2 separate regions of the Anas platyrhynchos genome follow, and region 1 is linked to region 2. The links are chromatin contacts, called in public Hi-C maps. All regions are on one chromosome and are shown on one strand. The core of a region is the stretch at or near the end of the contact, and the rest is flanking DNA. Distances in the headings are between cores, read along the strand shown. Region 1 overlaps LOC101793955 (sodium/potassium/calcium exchanger 3). Region 2 overlaps LOC101793955 (sodium/potassium/calcium exchanger 3).

Region 1 (4,817 bases), core at 355-2,854, 110 kb after region 2:
GCTGCAGCAAGTGACCTCCAAGTAGCAGAGATGGAAGCTCCAGTGGGAAGCACACAGGGAAGGCAGAACTATTGCCTAAACATCAATGGGTGTCCAGAAAACAATAGGACTCTTTAAAATATAAATATACTGATGGATCAGAGACTAGACATCAGAGAAACAGAAGGGATCTGATGTGCAAGCTGTTTGAGACTGTCCAGATCTGCCCTTTGGCGGAAAGAGGCCAGAGGCCTGGTCCAGTTCTAGAACTGTTGTACTGACACCTGAATTTAAGGCGAGGGCATGGGAGGATCTTTTCTTCTCCTCATAAACACTAACACTTTTCTGGAGAAGCATGAGATGGAGCATTCTGTTTCTTGGGTTTGTCCTGACTCCAGTCAGCACTGGAAGGAGAAGAATGAAAATCCAGTATTGTACATTGATGATCACACTGAGAGATCTGGTTCCTGGTAACTGATGCACACAGGGGAGGCAGGGAGAATCACATCAGAGACCATTGTCTGTCTGTTTTGAGACATTGATTTTGCAAAATGCTGCCCTGTGTGCTGGCTTCCCACATGGCGTAACATAGGGCAGCCCCTCTGTTCAGACTGGGGCTGACTGCTCTGCAGTCTCCACTCATGGGCTACCCATAAAATGTTTCATTTCAAGTAGGAAAACAGAAGAAAGGGAACTTAGTTCTCTAAAACAGTCATCAGATACTTCCTGATGGAGCCTTAAAAACAAAAGAAAGTTGTCCATTCCTTTCTTCTAATACTAAAGGAAGAATAGAATGAATAATACACTGAGACACGCGATAACAACAGTCTGGGGAAAGGAGCCGTCAGTACTGGGACAGGCATTTAAAATGATTGCAATTTAGCAACCTAGCACCAGGTTGTGTCTCTGGGGACTCACAGTCTATTTGCAGTTCTGCCACTTCACACACTGCTGTTCCCACAGTTCACACACTGCTGTGTGACCTCCAGCAAGTCCATTAATCTCTCTTTAATAGGTCGCCTCTGGCACTTTTCCTATCTTTTCTATTAGATCACAATCTGTATTTCCCCCCCCCCCCCCAGCCACAATCTCTTGGAGCACTTAAAACAGTAAGTCCTGCACTCAAAACAGTAAGTCCTGATTCTGCATGGGGCTTCTTGTCACAGCTGCGAGGTAGACGGCAGAACTAGGCAGTGACTGGGCCTTTGCAGAACAATGCTTTCAACATACCGATGTGCCACAACCAGCTACAAGCTTGCAGGCTGCACCTCATCTAAAGCTCTCTGCTTGCCTCAAATCAAAATGCACCATCTGTACAATGGGCTCTGAAACCCCCACCTGCCCTTGGGCAGCATAAGGAAGGCTCAAACACAAGCTGTTTGAACAAAGGGTGCTACAGCAGCTGCAAGCACCATTAGCAATGAGACTGCTCTCCATGTTCAGAATGAGATCCCGTAAATCTCTTCCTGGTTCTGAGCAGCTGCTTGTCTGGTTATGGTGTGAAGCCACTTTGCCGCATGTGGCTGAGAAAGGTCAGGATGTGCACAAACACGACACTACACTGTGATGTGCATGTGCACACCACAGCACGCAGACAAAGGGAAAGAAAAAGGGAACAGATCCTGCTCTCCCTTTCAGCACAGTAACATGTGGTAACAGAGTTCTGGCTTTATGTCAGCATAACAGGGAACACAATTTGGCCACAAGGGATTCTGAATCAGGCAGCCTGAAACAAGAGATACATTGAGATTTTACAGAGTATGATGTTCAAGAAAGCCCTGAGTGTGTAGACTTTTAGAAAAATAAGGTTAAAGGAGGCTCCTCTGCTTTAGAGCTTAACTTTGAAATGATGCAGTCTACCTTTTTATGACTTACACAAAAGGTATTACTGTCTTAACAGCCTGTCTATAAAAATGCATTTACTCTTTACTTTCAGCAAAAGCTTAACTTTGACTTCACCACAGTTCTCTTGGATTAAACATTCTGGAGAAGAAAGGATTTTTTTATTTTTTTTCCCTTTAGCAATCTGTTTCACTCTGTATACAAGAGTACAAGACAGGAGAATCATGATGGCTTTGAGGAATTCCTCTTTTGGAAGCGATGCTACAGACAAATTTGGGATCCTTCCAAATAACAAATGAGCAGTATTAAATTGTGATTATTTGCTGAGATCACCCAGTGCTTCAGACTTGCACAGTCACATCCAGCTGGCCTGAGCCTTGCGATCTCCGTGAACCTGTTGAGCAGCCCTTGCCCATGCAAGCAGCCCAAGGCTTGCCCCTGAGAAGCTTAGGATGCACAAGCAATCTGTGTGCTGCCCCTGTCAACCTCAGTGTGGGCACATCAGCAAGGCGGCTCCCTGAATAATAAACAACACCTTGCAGCTCTTAATGCTGGCACCAGGCTATACCAAACCTGACTGAATTCTAGCTTTTTGTGGCAACTCAATAATTACTGTGTATGGGTGTGTGTGAGGGGGTGCTGTTTTGTTTCAAAGTCTACTTTTTCAAGGATTTGGAGAGATATAAAAACTGTAAGCGAAAACCAAGAGAACACTCTTTGGTAATTGTGGGGCTATTTCCAAGGCTCTTTTTTTTCTAGCCATGTGATCACAGTGTACAATGAACATTTTGGGTGAGCAAAACAGTAGCGACATTGTTGTGCCCCCATGAAAGCTGGCTGCTTCTGTCCAGTCACTTGATTTCATTCTTTTCAAGTAAAAAAAAATGTAACAAGTATAGATGAGCTGTGGATAAGTAGGTAAGTTACTTGTTAGAGGAAAGTATTTTATTCCTAAAGCATTGCTTCCTTTTGTCATTCCTATATTCAAGAAGAGAAAGGGGGAGATCCAAGGAACTAGATGCTAGTCATCCTGACCTTGATCCCTGAGAAGGGGAGGGAGCAAATAATTCTGGGAAACATTTCTAAACATATGAAGGACGAGAAGGTGACTGGGAGTAGACAGATTTATGAAGGGAAAATCATATTTACCCAGACTGATAGCCTTTTATGGCAAGATGGTTGAGGTAGACTTGGACAAGGGGAGAATAACAGATGGTGTTTGTGTTGACTTGAGGCTTTTGACACTGCCTCTCATAGATTCTCACAGACAAACAGAAGAACAGACTAAATAAATGGATGGTGGAGTGGACTGATAAATAGGTGAACTTCTATGCTCAAAGGGTTGTGTTCAGCAGCATAATGTTCTGCTGGAAGCCAGAGCCTAGTGGTATACCCCAAGGGTCAGCACCACATCTTCATTAATGACATGGACGATGGGGCAAAGGGCACCCTCAGCAAGTTTACAGCTAACACAAAACTGGGAGGAGTGGCTGATGCACCAGAAGGTTGTGTTGCCATTCAGAGGTACCTGAACAGGCTGGGAAAGTGGGCTGGCAGAAACCTCACAAATGTCAACAAAGGGAAATGAAAAGTCCTGCACGTGGGAAGGAACAACCCCATACACCAGTATGCACTGGGGCCAACCAGCTGGAAAGCAGCTTGGCAGAGTAAGACCGTAGACACCAAGTTCAAGTCCATGATGGACCCTTGTGGCAAGGAGCACCAACAGCGTTCTGGGCTGCATTAGAAGTGCTGCCAGCAGGCAGGGAGGAGATCTTTCCTTTCTTCTCAACATTAGTGAGACACATTTGCTGTGCTGGATCCAGTTCTCAGCTCCCAAGTACAAGGAAGATAAAGACTTACTGGAGAGCGTCTAGTGAAGGGTTGCAAGGATGATTTAAGGGACTGTAGCATCTGATGCACAAAGAAAGAATGAGAGAGCAAGGACTGTTCGGCCTGGAGAAGACTCAGAGGCATCTTACCAGTGTGTATAAAAACCTGATGAAAGAGTATAAAAAAGGTGCAACCAGACTATTCTGAGTTTTGTCTATTCAAGGACAATAGGAAATGCATACAATTTAAAATACAAGAAAAATACAAGAAATCATTAAAATCTTTTTTTTTCTTTTTTTTTTTTTTTTTAAACCATGAAGGTAGTGAAGGTGGTTAAGCACTGGAACAGGCTGCTGAGAGAGGCATTGGATTCTCTAACCTTGGAGGTATTAAAGACACAAATGGACATGGTCCTAAGTGTCCTGTTCTAGCTGGCCACTCTTTGAGCAGAGGTTTGGGGACTAGATAATTTCCAGAAGTATCCGTCAACCCCAACAATTCTGTGATTCTACATTCTTAACTTTGCAATCACTCAGTTATAGTAAAGAAGAATCTCTCCCACACTGCTACATGAGAGTGGTCCAGCTTAACAGCAATAAAAACAGCAGCTTCCCTCTGGAATTTCATGGCATCTCTTGCTCTTCTCTCTCAGAAGGGAGCTTCCAACAGCCTAGTGTATAGCGATTGTCTGATTTATTATTTGGGAACTACCAGGAGGTTTCACTGGTGTTGGGTAGATTTTCTCATACAGAAAAGCTCTGCAGTGTTTCCTGATGATGGTCAGGCTCTGAAATAGCCCAGTTATTTAACAGCTTCCTTCATCTTTCAGTGTGTTAATGGCTTAGGAACACTAGCATTTTTCTTACTAAAAGCCCTAGAGGCTTCCTTCATCCTTTACATCCCACCTATGTATTTACCCTATCTTATTAAAACAGTATCATTCTCCTTATTTGGAATATATTCAAGTGCATAAAAACACCATATGCTCTAGTGAGCTAGCTTATTTCAGCACAGACTGCTGCCTTTAAGGAAGAAATGGAAATACCTGTCCTCCAAGAGATATGGAATGTATATTCACAAGTAATTGCCATTACCCCCAAATCAAAACAAAGCAAAACTACTTGTTTCTTCAAAACCAATCCACAGAATGTGGTGTGGGTTGT
Region 2 (5,144 bases), core at 2,248-4,747:
GTGTGGGGGGGTAAACTGGTCAAGTAATCCACTGACTTTTCACAGCAGAAGGGAAACTCTTCTAGGCCTAGGAACAGTGAACAGGCTTTCCCAGGAGCCTCAAGACTCCTGGTCTGCGTGTAGAGGCTTTCAAGCACTGCTCAGAGCTGCCACCACCAGAGTAGTGGGCCCACGTTCTGGAGCGCCTGCCATCTCCTCCTGTCTGTCAGAGCCCTCCCCAGCCTGCTGCAACATGCAGTGTCAGAAAATTATGCCTTAGAAATATACAAAGAAGCAATAGGCACCATTCTTTTCCCAGTTAACACTTTCTTGCCAAACCATTTAAACCTGACATTTCCTGGACTAGGCCCAGATTCAGGCATTGAGACTTGAGCTGCTCAGCTGTCCGGTGCTGTTTGTGACACCTGATGACGGTGAGAGCCCACGTGATGCCCTTCTGCTCACGGCCAGGAAAGGAGGACACCAACACCAGCTCCCAAACATCTGCTACTTAAGCAGCTGTGGCCTGACAGGATCTCCTCTGACCAGCCCAGGTCTTTATGCTGGGGACACATATTCAGATGTTGACAACTTAAAATAAGTAAGTTGTTTTACACTGTCTCAAACAATAAAAAGCCAACAGTCTTAATTCAGTCCCAGCGCTAAGAATCCTACTGTTCCAGGAAGGGTTAAGAGCCTTCAGTGCTAAGATTAAGGGGCACCTGTCGGAAACCATTAGAGAGGCTGATACACATTCTCCTGATGACTTGGCAGAAGTTAAGTAGTTAGATAAGCTCCCTGACTGTGAAACTTAGATCTCCCTACAGCATCTCTTGTCTGCAAGAGTCTGGAACTCGGTGAAGAAGCAGCTCTGCAGTAAAAGCTATGCCATCAGAAAGACCATTAAACAGACACAGAAATCCCAGACACCAGGGGCTTCACTAAGCCTGAGGGTCTGCTGCTCCAGCAGGAACTGAAATTCAGGAGACATGGGGATAAAGCCAAGTCCAGGTGCCCCAGAGCAGGCAACTGGTAGGAGCAGTCCTGCAGGCTGGAAAGGGATGCAAGGAATGGCAGTCACCAGGCCTGACCAGAGCCTCCAAGCTCTAACATCTACTCACTACCACCACAGGACAGTACATAGAAAAAGCATTTTCCCAGCACTGCAAATGCAGCCAGAGGCCGATGCATTGAAGCAACACCTGCAGCACAAAAGCGTAGGCTGACAAGAAAGGATAAGTGACTACTTACAAAGTTAAAATCTGCGCTGCAATTCTGTACTGAAATAGTCAAGAAAATAGCTGGATAACAGGCAGGGCTACATTTTAAGAGTTCTCTGTTAGGGATGACTAAATCTTGCTGTCGCATAGTTATCTGCTGAGATCAGCAACATCTGACACTCCTGATCACTGTGGCTGCTTCCAAGCTCAAGCAATAGGCAGCAAGCAGACAATTCAAAAGCAACTTCATTTGTTTAAACTACCCTGCTTTATACATTAACTGCACTTAATCACATGATCAGAGCCAGACTTTCTGTCCTTGAAGAAAACTAATGTAATTATGTTTCATAACTTCAGCTACTCCAAACTACTGAAATGTTTAAAAGCAGATATAACTTTGCCAATCTTCAGAGACCCACAGTCTGATTTAACCACACCCTTACAACAAAAAGTACAAGTCAAATCAAGTTTTGACCAAACTACTAGTAAATACAGTTCTGTATTCCCATGACAAATAGCCAGTATTCTGCAGAAATCCAGGGAAAGAGCACCCCCCCACACACTGTTATGTTTGCCTTTTTCTTCCACATAACATACACTTAATATTCTTTAATAATCTAGCAAGAACATTACAGTTCTTCAAAAGAGTCTGTCTGGAGGACACTCAGTGTGTATTTGCTTTAGGCATGCTTATTACCTTTCCTTGACTTTGCATAAATGAAGTTGAGGTTACATGAGAATACTTCCTCTCAGTCAAGGACAGACAGAAATGTCAACATAAAAACACCCTCTGCTCCCAGAGAAAGAGGTATCCTGCCAGTTTTGCACTGGGTGAACTGTTGGGACACTGGGTTATAGCAGAAAAACAAGCAAATTTGGACTAAGTGAGCTCACAAGGAAAGTATTTTGCCTTGAGGGATGTTTACCTCCTTAAAATGGCTTACAGGCTCTTTTACAAATACTGCTTAACTCAACAAGACAGGGAGACAGTGAGATTTTATGCAGCAACAACGATTTCACTTTAGTGGATATGCAAGTCTCTCCCTGTTGATAAAGCATGTATTCAAGCCTATAGCTCATCTGCAACCATTTATAAACACATACATGCAACAGAGAGGTATAGAAATCCTGAGATTGGCAACCCCCCCCCCTCTTTTTTTTTTTATCTAACTTTTTAGTTGGCATCAACTGTGAGGACAGTGCATCTTTGCTAGGGGTGCATGAGACTGTTGGGATGAATTAAATTTATTTTCAAAGTAAATTGCTACAAAATGCCTCTCTGCTCTTAACCATCACTAGTTTCTAATAAATTCTTGCATGGCTACAATGCATACTTAACATATAGTTAAAATTGCCATAGTTTTGGTCCAAGGCATCTAGAAATGTACGAACCCAACTGAGAAAAAAAAAAATACATGCACCAGCAAATAAGGGATTTTGTATCATTAACAGTACTGCAGATTTAAAAAAAAAAAATCATGGGTAAAAAGTTCAACAACTACTGTTGTTATTTTAAGAATTTTTTTATTTTTTATAAATAACTTTGTAGCATAGTTCTGAGTTGCTATGCTGTGCGGCTTTTTTCCACCTTCTCCCCCTCCCCCCCCTCCCCCCCAAAAAAAAAAATCAAATACTCACCAGCTTGAATTCTGCTAGCAAAGTCAACATCACTTTCCCAGACCAGCACAAAACCCATCACTATAAACATAGATTATACATTTTTACCTTCCCCCAAAATACAGCACAATGTTCCTTACCTATTTGGTCCTCTGGAATCAGTGATTCGATTGGAGGATCAAGTTCAGAGCTTTGGGACAAATAATTCTTGACTTGGGTCATGAACTGCCGAATCGTTTGCAGCATATCGGTGCTCGAAACGTGGCACTCCTTATTTTCCTGGAGAAAGCTGATATAGTCTTGCACTAGGCACCCAAAATAAGTGCGTTTATCTTGGGACATCTCTGCAATCTTCTTAATCATCCTCTTTTCGGGGGTCATGAAGGAACTGAAAACTCCACTAACTTTCCGTAGCTGAGATTTCACAATCTTGGGGAGAACAAACGAACTGTTTCTTTTCTTCTTGGGCTTCAGCGGAGGTGCCATGCTCTCTTGGTCGCTTTCCCCCTCAAAATCCTCCAGGCTGCTGTTAGTGTCACCCTCATAGCCAAACAACGGCATGCTCCGATCGAAGTCCAGCGAGTCTGACGAGGAGGTGGAAATGCTCATGTCGCTCAGCCTCTGTCTGCCTCCATTCCGGGGTGTGTATGACTCAGAGCTGGTAGCTACACTCTTCTTGGAGACTGCTAGAGCCGGCTCAGGCGGGGTTTCGCCCGGAACACCAGCAGCTTCAGGGACAGGCACAGAGCTGCAGACAGGTCGAATTACTGCTGCGGTCTTTGGGCTACCTTCCACCTCCACACAAACAGCCTGCTTCTTTAGCCGGGGAGGCGGAATAGGGGCTGGTTTATTCTGCAGCAAATCCAAGTCTCTCTCTTTCTTATGGTTGACTGTTTCTGGCATGCTTGCCTGCTTTATAGTCCTGGAAAGCTGTGGACTCGTGAGGATACTATTAATAGAAGGAGGTGGTGGCCGGGGTGGGGGAGAGCGAGGCCTCTCAGTGCCATTCAAGTCCTGAGATCTCAGGCTCTGCCTTTTCAGGCTTCCACTGACATCCTGGCTGTGCACTTTTAAGAAGAGTGGATTAATGAAACACAGCGCTCCGTTGGTCTGGCTGCACTCCAACTCTGAAGGCGTTCTGGTTCGTATAGAATGCACTCCATTTATAAGGCAGAGCTGACGTGAGCCTTTGCAAGCACTGTCTAAAGGCACAGGCCTACGGGGAGGTGAAGGATCCGGGGGGTTGCTGTTAGCCGGAGAGCTCCAGAAGTCTAAAAATCATCATTGTGTTAAGGTCAGAATGCAAAAAAAGCATGCAGAGGACTTTCAAAACATTCAGCTCAACACAAACAGCTTCAAGTAATAAGAAATTCAGACAAGCTTTTATCAAGTCAAGAAAAAAACATCCTAGTGAGCCTCTAGAAGCACTACCAGACATAACTGTATGCTATACTCCTGATGCTGCTCTTGCTCATTTAAATATTTCATGACCAATGCATAGCTTCAAATCAGACCAGAGAATTAGGCTTAAAATAAGCTGAGCATCACAGAAAGGAACAGAGACTAACACAGCAATCCTTAGCAATTTGAGGCTAAAATGAGTATAAACCAATTACTAGCATCTCAATCAGGAGGAATAAGCCTAGGTTCTCAGCTGGTATTAATTCACTCCATTAAATAGGACAGAATTATGCTGATCTACACCAGCTGACAACCACTTACAACAACAACAGAAATTTTCCATTTTGTTTCCTCTTAAAGTGAGCAAACAAAACTACAAATGAAAAGACAGCTTGCTTTTTGCTGCATTGGGTGCAACATAGTCTTTAGCTATGCAGAACAAATGCTGGTGTCTCCTTATGAGTGCTGGCCTGCAGCCCTGTGTTTGCAATGGTGACAGTTTGTCTGAGGTTTTAGATACTGAGCAGCACAGAAATAGACCGAATGTGCCATCACAGAACAGCACAGGGTGGAAAACCTGTGCTAAACCAGTAAGTTTCAGCTGCTGCCTCTTGTCCCAGCAGAGCATCAGCATGTTTGTGAAACTGAGTCAACAGTAAAGCCCATCAGTTCAAGAAACTAAAAAGACTGAAACCAGACAAGCCCTTGAGGACAACAACCACACTGAAACAAGTGAAGAATACCAAAGGCAGACTTTGCTCAAATTTGCCAGTCTTGACACAGCCTCTTTTCCTCTAGTGCCAAGATACCTTACATTGATTGTTGAGCAAAAGTAGGCCCAACTGCATGAATGCCAAATGCTCCTTGGCAAGGTCCATGCCTGACAGGTGGGGTATTGCCTACAGGGCAGAAGACAGGGAACAGCCT

The links. A called contact is a pair of places that touch in the nucleus more often than the background predicts.
Region 1: a contact with region 2 is called in a Hi-C map of liver, with 2.8 times the contacts expected there. The contact joins two enhancer-like sites.

The regions. Positions count from the first base shown.
Region 1 is chr3:2,639,292-2,644,108 of IASCAAS_PekinDuck_T2T, forward strand. The region is part of intron 15 of LOC101793955 (sodium/potassium/calcium exchanger 3); the gene reads right to left. Among named protein-coding and RNA genes, the nearest start is that of CFAP61, 250 kb to the right of the region's middle. Within about 2 kb of position 1,605, at least 1 of the 8 cell types and tissues checked has an H3K27ac peak or open chromatin away from gene starts, as enhancers often do.
Region 2 is chr3:2,525,979-2,531,122 of IASCAAS_PekinDuck_T2T, forward strand. LOC101793955 (sodium/potassium/calcium exchanger 3) reads right to left here. Exons shown (of 26, transcript XM_027453145.3): 22 at 2,957-4,087. Among named protein-coding and RNA genes, the nearest start is that of CFAP61, 360 kb to the right of the region's middle. Within about 2 kb of position 3,498, at least 6 of the 8 cell types and tissues checked have an H3K27ac peak or open chromatin away from gene starts, as enhancers often do.